3 separate regions of the Mus musculus genome follow, and all the other regions are linked to region 2. The links are chromatin contacts, called in public Hi-C and promoter capture Hi-C maps. All regions are on one chromosome and are shown on one strand. Each heading gives the region's core, a stretch centred on a gene start, on an enhancer-like site or on the middle of the called end of the contact. The rest is flanking DNA. Distances are from core to core; before and after follow the strand shown.

Evidence for each region. Promoter capture Hi-C pulls out the DNA fragments that hold promoters and counts their contacts. A called contact is a pair of places that touch in the nucleus more often than the background predicts.
Region 1: a contact with region 2 is called in a promoter capture Hi-C map of embryonic stem cells, with 16 times the contacts expected there. The contact joins the promoter of Otx2 here to the promoter of Peli2 in region 2. A contact is called at or near these places in 13 of 39 promoter capture datasets (the C10 cell line, the HPC-7 cell line, cranial neural crest and 6 more) and 14 of 484 Hi-C or Micro-C datasets (B cells, cardiomyocytes, cerebellum and 1 more).
Region 3: a contact with region 2 is called in a Hi-C map of cortical neurons, with 5 times the contacts expected there. The contact joins the enhancer-like site here to the promoter of Peli2 in region 2. A contact is called at or near these places in 6 of 39 promoter capture datasets (the 3T3-L1 cell line, hippocampal neurons, liver and 1 more), 3 of 484 Hi-C or Micro-C datasets (cortical neurons, embryonic fibroblasts and liver) and 4 of 115 datasets of contacts at active chromatin or transcription factors (bone marrow-derived macrophages, embryonic stem cells and stem cell-derived neural progenitor cells).

What each region holds. Positions count from the first base shown.
Region 1 is chr14:48,665,611-48,669,480 of GRCm38.p6, forward strand. Otx2 (orthodenticle homeobox 2) reads right to left here and starts at 2,034. Exons shown (of 5, transcript NM_001286482.1): 1 at 1,818-2,034; 2 at 1,590-1,663. Otx2os1 (orthodenticle homeobox 2 opposite strand 1) reads left to right here and starts at 3,678. Exons shown (of 5, transcript NR_029384.1): 1 at 3,678-3,786.
Region 2 is chr14:48,117,745-48,122,203 of GRCm38.p6, forward strand. It overlaps Peli2 (pellino 2), which reads left to right and starts at 3,125. Exons shown (of 6, transcript NM_033602.2): 1 at 3,125-3,489. The coding sequence starts at 3,413.
Region 3 is chr14:47,588,428-47,592,260 of GRCm38.p6, forward strand. No RefSeq gene overlaps it. Among named protein-coding and RNA genes, the nearest start is that of Atg14, 22 kb to the left of the region's middle. Within about 2 kb of position 2,389, at least 11 of the 459 cell types and tissues checked have an H3K27ac peak or open chromatin away from gene starts, as enhancers often do. A contact at or near this core is called in cortical neurons, where this site is marked.

The DNA of each region.
Region 1 (3,870 bases), core at 784-3,283, 550 kb after region 2:
ACTATTAATTATAGTTCGAAGAAGCCCCGGTGTTAGGTCTGGAAGGAGAGGCCTGGGTGTCTACCTTTCTCTGGGGGAGGAGTTTGCGCCCAACTCCACTCTAGTGCTAATAACTTTCAGTGGCCGGAAAAAGTCCCGAGGTGAACAGACGAAATCCTGACACCCCCCCCCCCCCAAGCTCTGGAATGGAGGGCACAGTTTCCAAGGAAGAGCAACTCCTCTCGGTCCCCACCCAAAGTGGTCCACGCGGCTGGGCCTTCTTTCTCTCTCCATACACCCTTCTCCCTCCAAAAGACCAAATCGGTTTGGGGCTCTAAGGTTTTCAGATTTTCCAGTGAAATCGGACACTGGCTTTCAATAGTCCCTTGAACGCATCAACACCGCCACTTCTTCGGAGTTTGCCGCGCGAACCGTCGCCCAGGCCGGGTGTCAGCGGGGACCTTCTAATAGTTCGTTTTGGGGGCAGGCCGAGAGCAGGGGCTGGGCCTCGGCGAGCCCCTCCGTATAAGGTCAGCCTTGACCTACGACACTTCATTGTCCCCAAGCCAGAAAAGGCAGTACAGAAGTGCTTAACGGGCCACGATGCTACCCCAGACACAAAACAACTAAGAACTCGAAGTCCTTCCTAGGGAGGGACTCCGGGGTCTCTGACCAGGAGCATCCAGGCGCCCACCCTCAGGTCTGGCTGTCCCAGTTGCGCGCAGAGGCTGAGGCGCGCGTGCCCTGAACCACACTAGCCACAGTCGCCTTTAAAACCTGTCCAACTAGCGGCCTCGGCCTGGCGATCTGGCCCAGAAGCCCCGACTTTCAGTGTACAGTTCTGGGGCTTGGGGGAGCCGCACCCCTAGGGATGGAGAGGAGGAGAGTTGTAAAAGATTCAAGAGCCCTAGCGGCTTTGAGAAGAGGCGGAGAGCAGAGGGGCATTAAGCTTGGGGAGTGAGGACGAGAAACAGGAGCTGAGGCGGCGCGGGAGTAACAAGACGCCAGCGCTGTCGCCTCCTCGGTTATCCGCTCCGATTTCGGCTCCCGTTGCAAACCGAGGAGTCTAGAGGCAGCCCGAGGCCCCCGCCGATAATGGAGAGCCGGCCTTCGGGAGCTCCGTCTTTCGGAAGCGTCCACCTTATTATCTTTGTTTTAATTTACCAACCTAGGTACATTACACAAGCATTATTTTGTCATGGATTCTAAAATACGCCCTTGGAACCAAACCTAAGGACTCCAGCTCAATCTAGGGGCCAAAATGCAAAGCTCGCGAGGAGAAGCCATGAATAGCGTGGGCATAAGAACAAAACCCCTCCCCAACTCCCAGATTAGACTCCTAGGATTTCTGCGACGTTCTTCGGTAGCAGCGACCCCCAGGAGCACGCGCTCTCGCTCCCTCCCACTCCCTCCCTCTTCTACAGATCGTCAAATTTTTTCCTAATGGTCATTATTTCGTCTCAAAATTCTCATTAGAAAAATAAAATACATCGCCCGCCCCCACCCAAGGAAGTTCCACGTCCGCAGAGTTGCACATTGGAGGAGCGGAGGTCACTGCGGACTGGGGGAACACAAAGATATCGCTATAGACAAGACAGACGGACACTTACCTTACAGCCGCATTGGACGTTAGAAAAGAAAAAAAAATCAAATTATCCTTCAAAATTCCAAATAGCCAGCTATCCTAAAAGAAATCAAGAGCATTCAGTTAAAAACCTTGTAGTCTTCACCTTTCCATAAAAAGTCAAACATAACCAGAAAAAAAAAACAATTAAAAGAAAACATAAAATGAAGTGGCCAGAGTTGTAAACAGGCTTGTGTCCGTCTACGATACATACAAAGTAGAGGTGGCGACTGAGCTCCTCTAGCGATTTTTATTTTTTAGTAACAGTGGAGGCTGAGTTGGAGCTGAGGAAGGTTCCGCTCTCAGGGAGATTTGCTGAGAAAGCGCCTCTCTGGCAACTTTTTGACGCAAACTCTCCAACCAATGGCAGGGAGAGAATGATTGACACATCTAAGCCAGAGGGAAAATAATAAAAACACACAACAGGGGGAGGAAAACAGGCCGCTGCTGCACGGGGGGAAGAGCAGGCAACAAATCCAGGCCTCCGACACTACCAGAACGTTCTTTAAAACACTGGGCTACGCTTAAAATATACATTATGGGCCCAAGCATGTGAACTAATTGTATAATTAAAATGATGGACAGGAAGGCCTCCCTCTTCGGTCTTTTCTTCTTCCTTTATACTCCTTCTTATCCTCCTTTTCTTTTTTGTTTTTATTTTAGAGAAAGGATACCAAACAACATAAAGCAGGAAAATATTTAAGTCAAAGCTAGGGGAAGGAGGGAGGGGGTAGTACCCCGTTTTCGATTTCCAACGCTAGCAAAGAATGTGTGGGTCAGAGGCAGAACTCAAACCCAGGCACAGGCTTAAAAACAGGGCTATGTTCTCTTGAAGAGGACCAGACGGCGCTGAGGGAAAAATGGGTGAAGATGAACAAGAGTGGAACTGAGCTGTGAACATGCAGTGTAGGCAGAGAGTCACGCAGCTATGGACTGTCTGAAAACTCCAGCGTCCTCACTGGCTGTTCTTTTACCCCTTAGAATAACCCTTGGTCTCTGGAGTTCTGGCTTTCCAGGCATGTTTTTTCAATTTGATAAGCATAGAGCAAGATACAAAAGAAAACGTGAGCTCCCAAATCTACCGCCAAGGCAGATTTCCGGCCAAGGGAGGGGATACCTCAAATCTCTCCAGCTGAGTATGAGGTGACAAAAAGCCCCCAGTAGAAACAGTTTGTGCTTAAGAACAAACGCCTGGTACTTCAGGCCTGGGAGTTACTAGGGATGGAGGCGCCCTACTCAGAGGCCGAAACTCGGGAGCTGGGATGCTGCAGGGTCAACCAACTCAACTTCTTCTGGTCCAGACTGGTTTTTTTTTTTTTTTTTTTTTAAACAAGAATCAGAGTTTTCTAGAAAAGCAGAAACACGCTGGACAGAATATTAGGGGACGGGGCGGGGGGAGGTGAGGGGCAAACGCTACTGCTGAGTGTGTGAATGGAGGCTGGGAGGGGGAGGGGGGGGGAGGATAGCTTTCCCCTCACAACTCCCAATGCAGAAGGAAAAACAAAACAAAACGAAAAAACCCACCCCTCCCTCACTACCTCAGTCACCGCCACCACTGCTAGTGGGCCCAAAGAAACAGCTCGTTGCCTTTAATTTGGGGACCTATGTTAATGAAGTTGGTAATTAATTCGTCGCTTTGTTGTCGGTTCTTATACTGTATGTGTAATCAAATGTGGCCGTCCTTGGGATTTACAGCAATTAGCGAATTACGGGAGTGCGCACGAGGCTGCAAGTTCTCGGCAGCCCGGCTGGGCTCGGCTCCGGCCTAAGGCTGGGCACTCCGCTGCCGCTGCAGACTTGCAGGTGTGTCCTAAGAGCCTTGGGGTCCTGGAGGCTCCGCGAACCCTCGAGCTCCTCCGGGCTTGCCCAGTTCTTCCTGGCTCCTTCGTAGCTGTTCCAGTCCTAAGGAAACTCCTGGCTGTCGCGTTCCCCAGAGCCACGACTTTGTGGGGCCTAGGCTAGGGGGGAGGGTGAGTACGGATCTTTCCTTGTTACCCCGCCCCCACTGTGCAGAAACACCTGGCGACTGTCCCTAAGGCCTTTCATTTAGGAGAGGTAAACAAATGTCCCAGGCAGTTGTCCCGCGTGGCCCGGGCTGTGGGAAGCAGGTCCTGGCTCTTGGTCCGAGCCATCGTGCTTTGTATGATGGAAAGGCAAATCCACGCGAATCTCTTGAAAAAGAGGTTGTTTCCCACCCCGAGAAAAGAGTTCTCCCCGGTTTGATCATAATGATGTTGAAAGCATCAAAGGGCGAGAAAGAAAAGAAA
Region 2 (4,459 bases), core at 1,875-4,374:
TTTTTTCTCACATTTTCTGTATGCCTGGCAAAGAAGACACATGATGCCTACAGCTGAGGGTATAGTGTAAAAGTCAAATGTCTGATGTCTCACACACACAAAACCATGTATTGTCCAAACATGTATTTTTCAAAGCGCATACTTGTCCCTTAGACGTTGTAAACATAAATATGGTGTGATCAAAAGTTAAACTCTTCATCCTAGAAATATGGTTGGTTTTATTTAAAGTATGTCAAAGCAAACATAGACCATTTGGCTGAAGCTTCTACTTTGAAAGCAAAAGAGGTAGATCTATCAGGGAGAGAAACCGGTACATATTGGGCTCTTTCAGAAAACATGGCTCGTGGAGTGGTTTGGGGACATGCATGACAGACAGCAGGGAGGGAAGAGAAGGGGCTGGTGAGGGGTAGCAAGGACAGCCAACCCCACCCTGGTTCTCAGTGGATTGGCAGATGGCACAGCCAGATTGTCCCACCAGCCTGGAGCTAATAAAACAATTATTCAGAAGGGGATACGTTCCTGTTACAGTCAGAATCCTGGTGTTAGTTGGAATGGAGGTGATTACATTCTTCCTGGTTGACGCTGTAAGCAGAGGACGGGCCAGGTAAGGGACAGGAAGAGAGAGATGAAAGCTGACCATAGACTCTGAGCAAGTCAAGTTCACCACAAACTCACAGCTCTGCTGTTCGATCTCGTTTGAGATGTATTCATTTATTTTCACTCATCTGGCCGTCCCTTAAAATCAGCAAAAGCAGACTTGGGGGATTTGGGAACCACTTAGAAAGTGGTTATAGTTTCAATGGGTCCACACTGCATATAAAGGGCAGCCAAACAATTAAACGATATTATGCTCACAAGTCCAAAAAGCTCAAATGCATTTCTGATAGTTTAATATTAGAAGCTTATGCATAATCAGGATTGGGGACTTTAAAATTGATTTCATACGTAAGAGTGAGCAATCATTCTCAGGGGACAATAATTAGGTAGAGATGAGTGTCTCTTTAGAGCCCACAGGACCACCGATGTGCCACCAGTCCCTATTTGGTCCATTTGTTCATTCAGATTCCCTCGACTGTGGTCCTATGCATGCATTCCTGTAGGCCCTCAACAGACTGATTTCCCAGTCTGCCGGGTTGCAAGGCTAACAGTGATTGACAGAAACGATACACTTACAAGTCCTGAGCTGCCTAAGATCAAAGCCTCCACAGATATAAAAACTCAGAGAAAGCAGAACTACCTGTAAGTAACTTTCATAAAGACAAACTCGATTAAACACCATCAACATGCCCAAGGCATGCTGGGAGAGAAGAGAAAGAAGCGCCCCCACCCCCCTCGCAGGTGGAGGGCAGAGGTGTCTGGACCAGCTGACCAGCAATGGAGTGTCTCTGCCAAAGCCTGGGACAGCTTATGGGAAGCACCCAGTCTAGTGTTTGGAACTTAGAAGGAGGTTAATAAATATTTGTTTCCATCCCCCTAACAGCAGATGCAGAGCGCAGCAAGGAAGAAATGGAGCCAGAACAGTGTAATGCAAGCACAAAAGCACAGCATGCCAGGAGAGAAGGGGGTAATTGTAGCCTAGAGATCAGTAGCAGCAATAGAGCAGACTGGGGGAAGTTCGCATGCCAGAGCGAGGTACTATAATTAAGGGAGATGGGTAACTGTGACGGGATTCAAAGGGTTGTTGACAGTCGCATAGTGGATATAGTAAGTGGGACTAGGGAGTAAGGAAAACTACACTCCGTCATACAGAAATCTACCAACACCATATGAAGAGAAAGAGCTCAACTCTCTAAAAAAGGGCTGCTGGTTAAACCTTTACATTTTCATAACAGAGAAAAGTACAGAGGATTTGTACAATAAGCCGGATAGCTAGTTGTCTTTAGTCTAAGAATAGACTTTCTGTAATTAGCGGAAATAAGGTAATCGTCTAATAAAGTTTATTTTTGGCTCATCAATAGTGTGGCTTTTGTTATTCTGGAGTAATTTATCTCCAAAGCCTCAATTAAAAGAAGAAAAGCCAGTTACTAACTGAAGTAAAATTACAGAAAGCATCATGTCACTACAGTAATAGCCTGTCAGAGAGCGATACATGCACGGCGCTGAGCAGTAGAATGGAAGGTTACTCATGCAATTATTTCTTTTTTAACTCCTTACTTAGAGTCATAGCCTAAACGTGTGTGTATGTGTGTGTGTGTGTGTGTGTGTGTGTGTGTGTGTGTGCGCGCGCGCGCGCGCGCGGGCACACACACACACACACTCTCGATGTTTATACATTGGGTAGCTTTTGCAGTATTTATTTCTTTAAATATTTAACAGTCTGGAAAGGCAGTGACAGGCAATAATATGTAGCGTCTCTAGCATGTTGCAAGGGCTTAATAAATGCTAGAATAATAAATTCCTCTATGATGAAAAACAGCAGTCAGTAAAACTATCACAGCCTACAATATTTTAAAGACACAGCACCATAAGAAAGCATAAAATACAAACAGTGCCTTGATTAATCCATGGAAATAAAGGAACATTTGTCTTCATTTAAAAAAAAAAAATCCACCTAGGTAATTTCCTTTTAAATTCCCCAGGGGGTTGAAAGAAGGGACAGAGATGTGAATAAGGGATTAAAAGTAACTTTTAACTTTTCTTTTTCCCCTTTCCCTCTCCTCCCTCCATCTCTCTCTCTCTTTTCTCACCCCCCCCCCACGTTCTTTCTCCTTTCTCTTGATACATGAAATGGTGGGGAGCCCTTCAATTAGCGCCCCCCCCATGGGCAGATTCTTTCTCTTTTTAAGCCCCCCTCTCAAGGGCTTGGCTTTGAAAGCAGACACCCCCAGATCAGTGCGCTCAGCATGGTGAGCTCGGAGGTGGGGGGTGGGCAGTATGCTTGGCTTTCACGCAAGCGGGGTCCGGATCCCCGGGCTGAGGACGAAGACCCCCACGCTCCAACTTTTCGGAGGAAGAGAGGAGAAAAACAGAGCTGCCCCTTTAAGGGCTTGCCTTCCCCTTTACTCTATGTTTACATAACACGGGGCGCTCGCGGGCCGCGGGGGCTGGCGGGCGGGCGGGCGGGGGCCGCGGGAGCGCGGAGACGCGGGCGGCGGCGCGGCCGTCCCACCTGCCCAGCCCGCTCAGCCCCCCGGCGGCGCGCGCTCCTCCTCCCGCGGGGCTCTGGTCGCCGCTCGCTTTCCGTGCCGGGTCCCGCTCGTAGCGGCCAACGTACGGATAGCTCCGGGGAAGCCGGCGGGCGACGCGCACAGCCACGACGGAGCAGCCGCGGGACTGGCCGCCCAGCGCCCCGTTCGCCGCCGTGCCGTTCCCCGGCGCGCTCACCCCGTTTTCGGGATGGGAGTGTAGTGGCGGCGCGGACTCGGCGGGGATCGCGGCGGAGGCGGCAGCGGCGGCGGCCGAGCGCGGCTCCATGTTTTCCCCGGGCCAGGAGGAACCCAGCGCCCCCAACAAGGAGCCGGTGAAATACGGGGAGCTGGTGGTCCTGGGGTGAGTTGGGGACGCGGGCGGCGGGGCGTCGCGGAGGGAGAGGGATGCGCTCCTGAGGGCCCGGGTCCCCGGGGTGCTCGTTGCCGCGGCCCGGAGGGCGCTCCTGCACCACGCGGGGTCGCTCGGTGAAGCCCGGAGCCAGTGGCTACTGGGGACTTCTCTTTCCCGACGACCGCGAACGCGGAGCCCTGTCTCCGAGCCCAGAGCCCAGTCCGCGGGGGTTACGCATTGTTCCAGTCTGTGACCCGGGCCGCTGGTTGGCCTCCGCTTTTTGCGCCGGGAGTGAGCTCGGCCGAGGGCCTGGACCGGGTCCTGGTTTTCCCGGGTCCTCTCAACAACGGTTCCCGGATCTCCCGGGTTTCCATTCTCGAGTCTCCGCACCCCTTGATCTCCTTACCCCTCGGGCTCCTGCACCCCTCGGGCCCCGGCCTTGCCGATGCCCTGCCAGCGGCGGGGAGCTCGCCACCCTGCCCTCCTCGGCTCCCACTCCGCTGGTGAAAATCACATTTTGAAGATAGTAATTATCTACAATCGTTAAAACGGCAGCAATTAGAGACTTCATCTACTTCCTGAGTTTCCGTGTGACATTTTCTATTGTTTACCCTTAATAAACCAGGAGGGAGGCTTCGCAGGATTAAAGCAGGGTAAAGTGGGCAATGAAAAGGGTGTGGGTGGGGGGAGGTGGAAAGTGCAGGAAACTCTTGGAGCTGGAGCAACTTGGGTAGTGCTGCAGGGAAAGGATTGGTTTCCCTTTGGATGTGCCGCTCCAGGGAACCCGCGCTTTTGTCCTCTGTTGAAAGATCTGTATTCAGACCCACGCGGGTGTTGATGGGTGGGCTTAGAGGCACGCGAGGAAGCCCCCCTCCTCACCCCTAAGCAGAGGCTCTGGGAACTTTGAGAAACGTGTTTTGATTACTACCTTGAAGTAAGTGCCGACTTAATTTTTTTTTAAAGACTCATCTAAAGTTTC
Region 3 (3,833 bases), core at 1,139-3,638, 530 kb before region 2:
CCAGTCACTGTCTCTGCAACTCTTAGCTCCGCCTTCCTTTTCCCTGTCCCATCACAGGCCTTCTGTGCACTAATATTTTAATGTAATTGGACAGGGGAAATCCTGCCACACACAAATGGACCTCTTCCAACAATGTAATACATCATTCCTGTCACCTCAAGAATTCTAGCTCACTATTCTATTTCTTTTCTTTTCCTTTTTAGGAGTGGGAGTAGATTGTTCCGGCTCACCAAGAACTCACTCTGTAGACCAGGCTGGCTTCAAACTCACAGAGATGCACCTGCCTCAGCCTCCCAGATGCTGAGATTAAAGGAAGGTGTGTACCACCAAGCTCAGCCACACCACTGCGAATCAAACTTAATTTTATATCTTTTGTGTTTACCAAGCCCTAAGTATCTTTTTTCCCCCAAAGATTTATTTTATGTATGTGAGTGTACTGTTGCTGTCTTCAGACACACCAGGAGAGGGCATCAGATCCCATTACAGGTGAGCCACCATGTGGCTGCTGGGAATTGAACTCAGGACCTTTGGAAGATCAGTCAATGCTCTTAACCTCTGAGCCATCTCTCCAGCCCCTAAGTACCATTTTTTTTTTAAAACAATTTCAGGGTGTTAGTAAAAACAACACAATCCTTCAAGGATATGTCTGTTAATCTTGAACTTCATCTTAGAAGACCAAGAATTGGTCCTTCCTTTTATAAATAGTCAGACTGTCATTAGTTATAATCCATTAAGGACAGAAAAAGAATAGGGAAATCTGAACTTCTCCTCTCTACACCTTTATCCTGAAATGAGTTTTCATGTTTAAAACATAAACTGTGCACCCAGAAGCATTGACTTTAAAAGCAAGCATACTTGGGGCTGTAGAGATGGCTCAGTGGTTAAGAACACTGACTTCCAGAGGTCCTGAGTTCAAATACCAGCAACCACACGGTGGCTCACAACCATCTATAATGATATCTGACTCCCTCTTCTAATGTGTCTGAAGACAGCTACAGTGTACTTAGATACATAAAATAAATAAATCTTTAAAAATAAAAGCTTGGGCTGGAGAAAAGCAAGCATACTTACTATAGTTGAAGCACAATTCTGAGCATTCTGAAACAGGGTTCGTTGGCATCATGGTTACCCTGGATGTCACAGGGAGAGTCAGAGGAGCTTTGGTGCTCTCTATGCAGAGAGCAGAGGCCATTTATCAGGCACAGGCAGCAAGGCAAGGCAGGGTCAGTCTGGTGGGGTGCTGAGTCAGGAGGGATGCAGAGAAGCTGATGAGCCAGGCAAGATGCTGCTGGCTGCACAGGGAGGAAGGGGCTGGCAATGGCTCATGGTGAGAAAGGAACAGCTTTTCTTTCACCTTTCCTTTCTTTTCCCTCCCTTCCTTCCTTCCTTCCTTCCTTCCTTCCTTCCTTCCTTCCTTCCTTCCTTCCTTCCTCTTTTATTCCCCTTCCCTCTTCTCATGTAGCTCAGGCTGGTCACAAACTATATATCCTCTACCCTCCAAGTGCTGGCATTACAGGGTTCACCATCATACACAGATTTTCAGGTGTGGAATCTCTTTTATATGTATTATGTTTGCTGGAGTGTCCATGGACAAGTGTACTCTACAGAAAACTTGTGATGAGCTGGGCGTGGTGGCGCACACCTTTGATCCCAGCTCTCGGGAGGCAGAGGCAGGCAGATTTCTGAGTTCGAGGCCAGCCTGGTCTACAAAGTGAGATCCAGGACAGCCAGGGCTATACAGCGAAACCCTGTCCTGAAAAACCAAAAAAAAAAAGAAAAGAAAAGAAAACTTGTGATGGTCAAAAGACAATTGTCAAGAGTAGGTTCTCTTATTCCAACATGTGGAAGGAATCCTACTCAGAGTATCAGGCCTGGTAGCAAGTGGCTCTACCAACAGAGCCATCCCACCCACCCAGATGTGGTACTTCTGTTATTATTTTGCACCCCCAAGCCCCAGGTAGATTTTCAGCAATTACAGAGAATTTATCTTTAGCTACATACAGAACTCTGTTGCTCCATGGTTAGGGTCCAGATAATTCAAGAAGATAATGCAAACGCAAATATCTAGAGATTTGTCTTTCTGCGGATCATTAATTCCAATGCGTTGGCTTTCTTAGGAACTTAACTGTGCTGAATGGTTCTATAAACAGACACATTTATGTAAGAGATTTCAAAACGAACTTGGAGACTTAAAATAATGTCTTTCCCATTTGATTCTACTGCTTCAGAGAAAATTTTTTTTTAATTATTCATCCACCTGTCTCTGTTCCAAGCTGATTTGCTCAATAGATGTTAGTTAATGAAGCAATCCACCCCGAGCATGGAGTGTGGGAAACACGTCCTAGAATCGACAGCTCCAAGGATGGTTTCTCTAATCAGGATAAAGGGAGCCTTCTGACAACGCTGGAATCTTATATAATGGTGCATGGATTCATTTAATAACGTATGCTAAAGGCGGCAGCCTACTGAGCTGCAGGCTCAGTGCCAGCCTGACAGATCAGGAACTCTTGTATTCATAATTGCACTTAGACTGCTTGCCCCCCAAAGGTCACAGGTATTTTTAAACACCAATTTAAAAAATCTGGAGAGATGACTCAGCAGTTAAGAGTACAGACTGCTCTTCTTAAGGTCCTGAGTTCAAATCCCAGCAACCCACATCGTGGCTCACAACCATCCTTAATAAGATCTGACACCCTCTTCTGGTGTGTCTGAAGACAGTTATAGTGCATTTAGATATAATAGTAAGTAAATCTTTTTAAAAAATAAATCTGGTGTCTTCATTAGAATAGCAAGTGAGGGGCTGGCGAGATGGCTCAGTGGTTAAGAGCACCGACTGCTCTTCCGAAGGTCCCGAGTTCAAATCCCAGCAACCACATGGTGGCTCACAACCATCCATAACGAAATCTGATGCCCTCTTCTGGAGTGTCTGAAGACAGCTACAGTGTACTTACATATAATAAATAAATAAATCTTAAAAAAAAAAAAGAATAGCGAGTGAGTACACACAGACACCAGAGTTGTGCATGTTTTGAGAAAGGGCTGCAAAAGGAACAGAAAGAAGGAGGCTATCTAGAAGGGAAGAAGGGACAGAAAGAAGGGGGCTATCTAGAAGGGAAGAAGAGAGGGTGGCCTTGGGTACCTTGGTCTTAAATTTCCAATCTCTGGAATGGTGAAGAAGAGAATTTCTGTTGTTTAAACTGCCCAGTTTGTGATGGTTTTTTGCTACGGCATCCCAAACTAACTAAAACAGATCAATGTTATTTATATCCTACTCCATTTTGTGTGTCTCTCTGTGTGTATGCACTGCTTGTGCATGTGAGTATGTCTGAGAAGGCCAGAAGAGAGCATCCTTGTATCCTGTCTTACGTAGTTCAGGTTTCTATTGCTGTGAAGAGACACCATTACCACGGTAATTCTTATAAAGGAAAACATTTAATTTGGTACTGGTTCAGTTCATTATCATCATGTTGGGAAGCATGGTCATATATAGGCAGGTATGGTGCTAGAAAAGGAGCTGAGAATTCTAAATATGGATCTGCATGCAACAGTCAGGAACTGTCAGCCGCTAGACCTGGTTTGAACTTCTAAGACATCAAAGTCTACTCCCACACCTTCTCCCACAAGGCCACACCTCCCAGTAATGTCAGTTGCTATGGACCAATGGAGCCATCTTCATTCAATTTAGGAACTAAAATTGCAGATGATTGTTAAAAGTCCTGCTATGGATGCTGGTAACCGAACTCCTAACCTCCGAAAGATCAACAAGCACTCTTAACTGTTGAGCCATCTCTCCAGCCTCTAAAATAAAATTTAAACTATGCCCCATCACATAC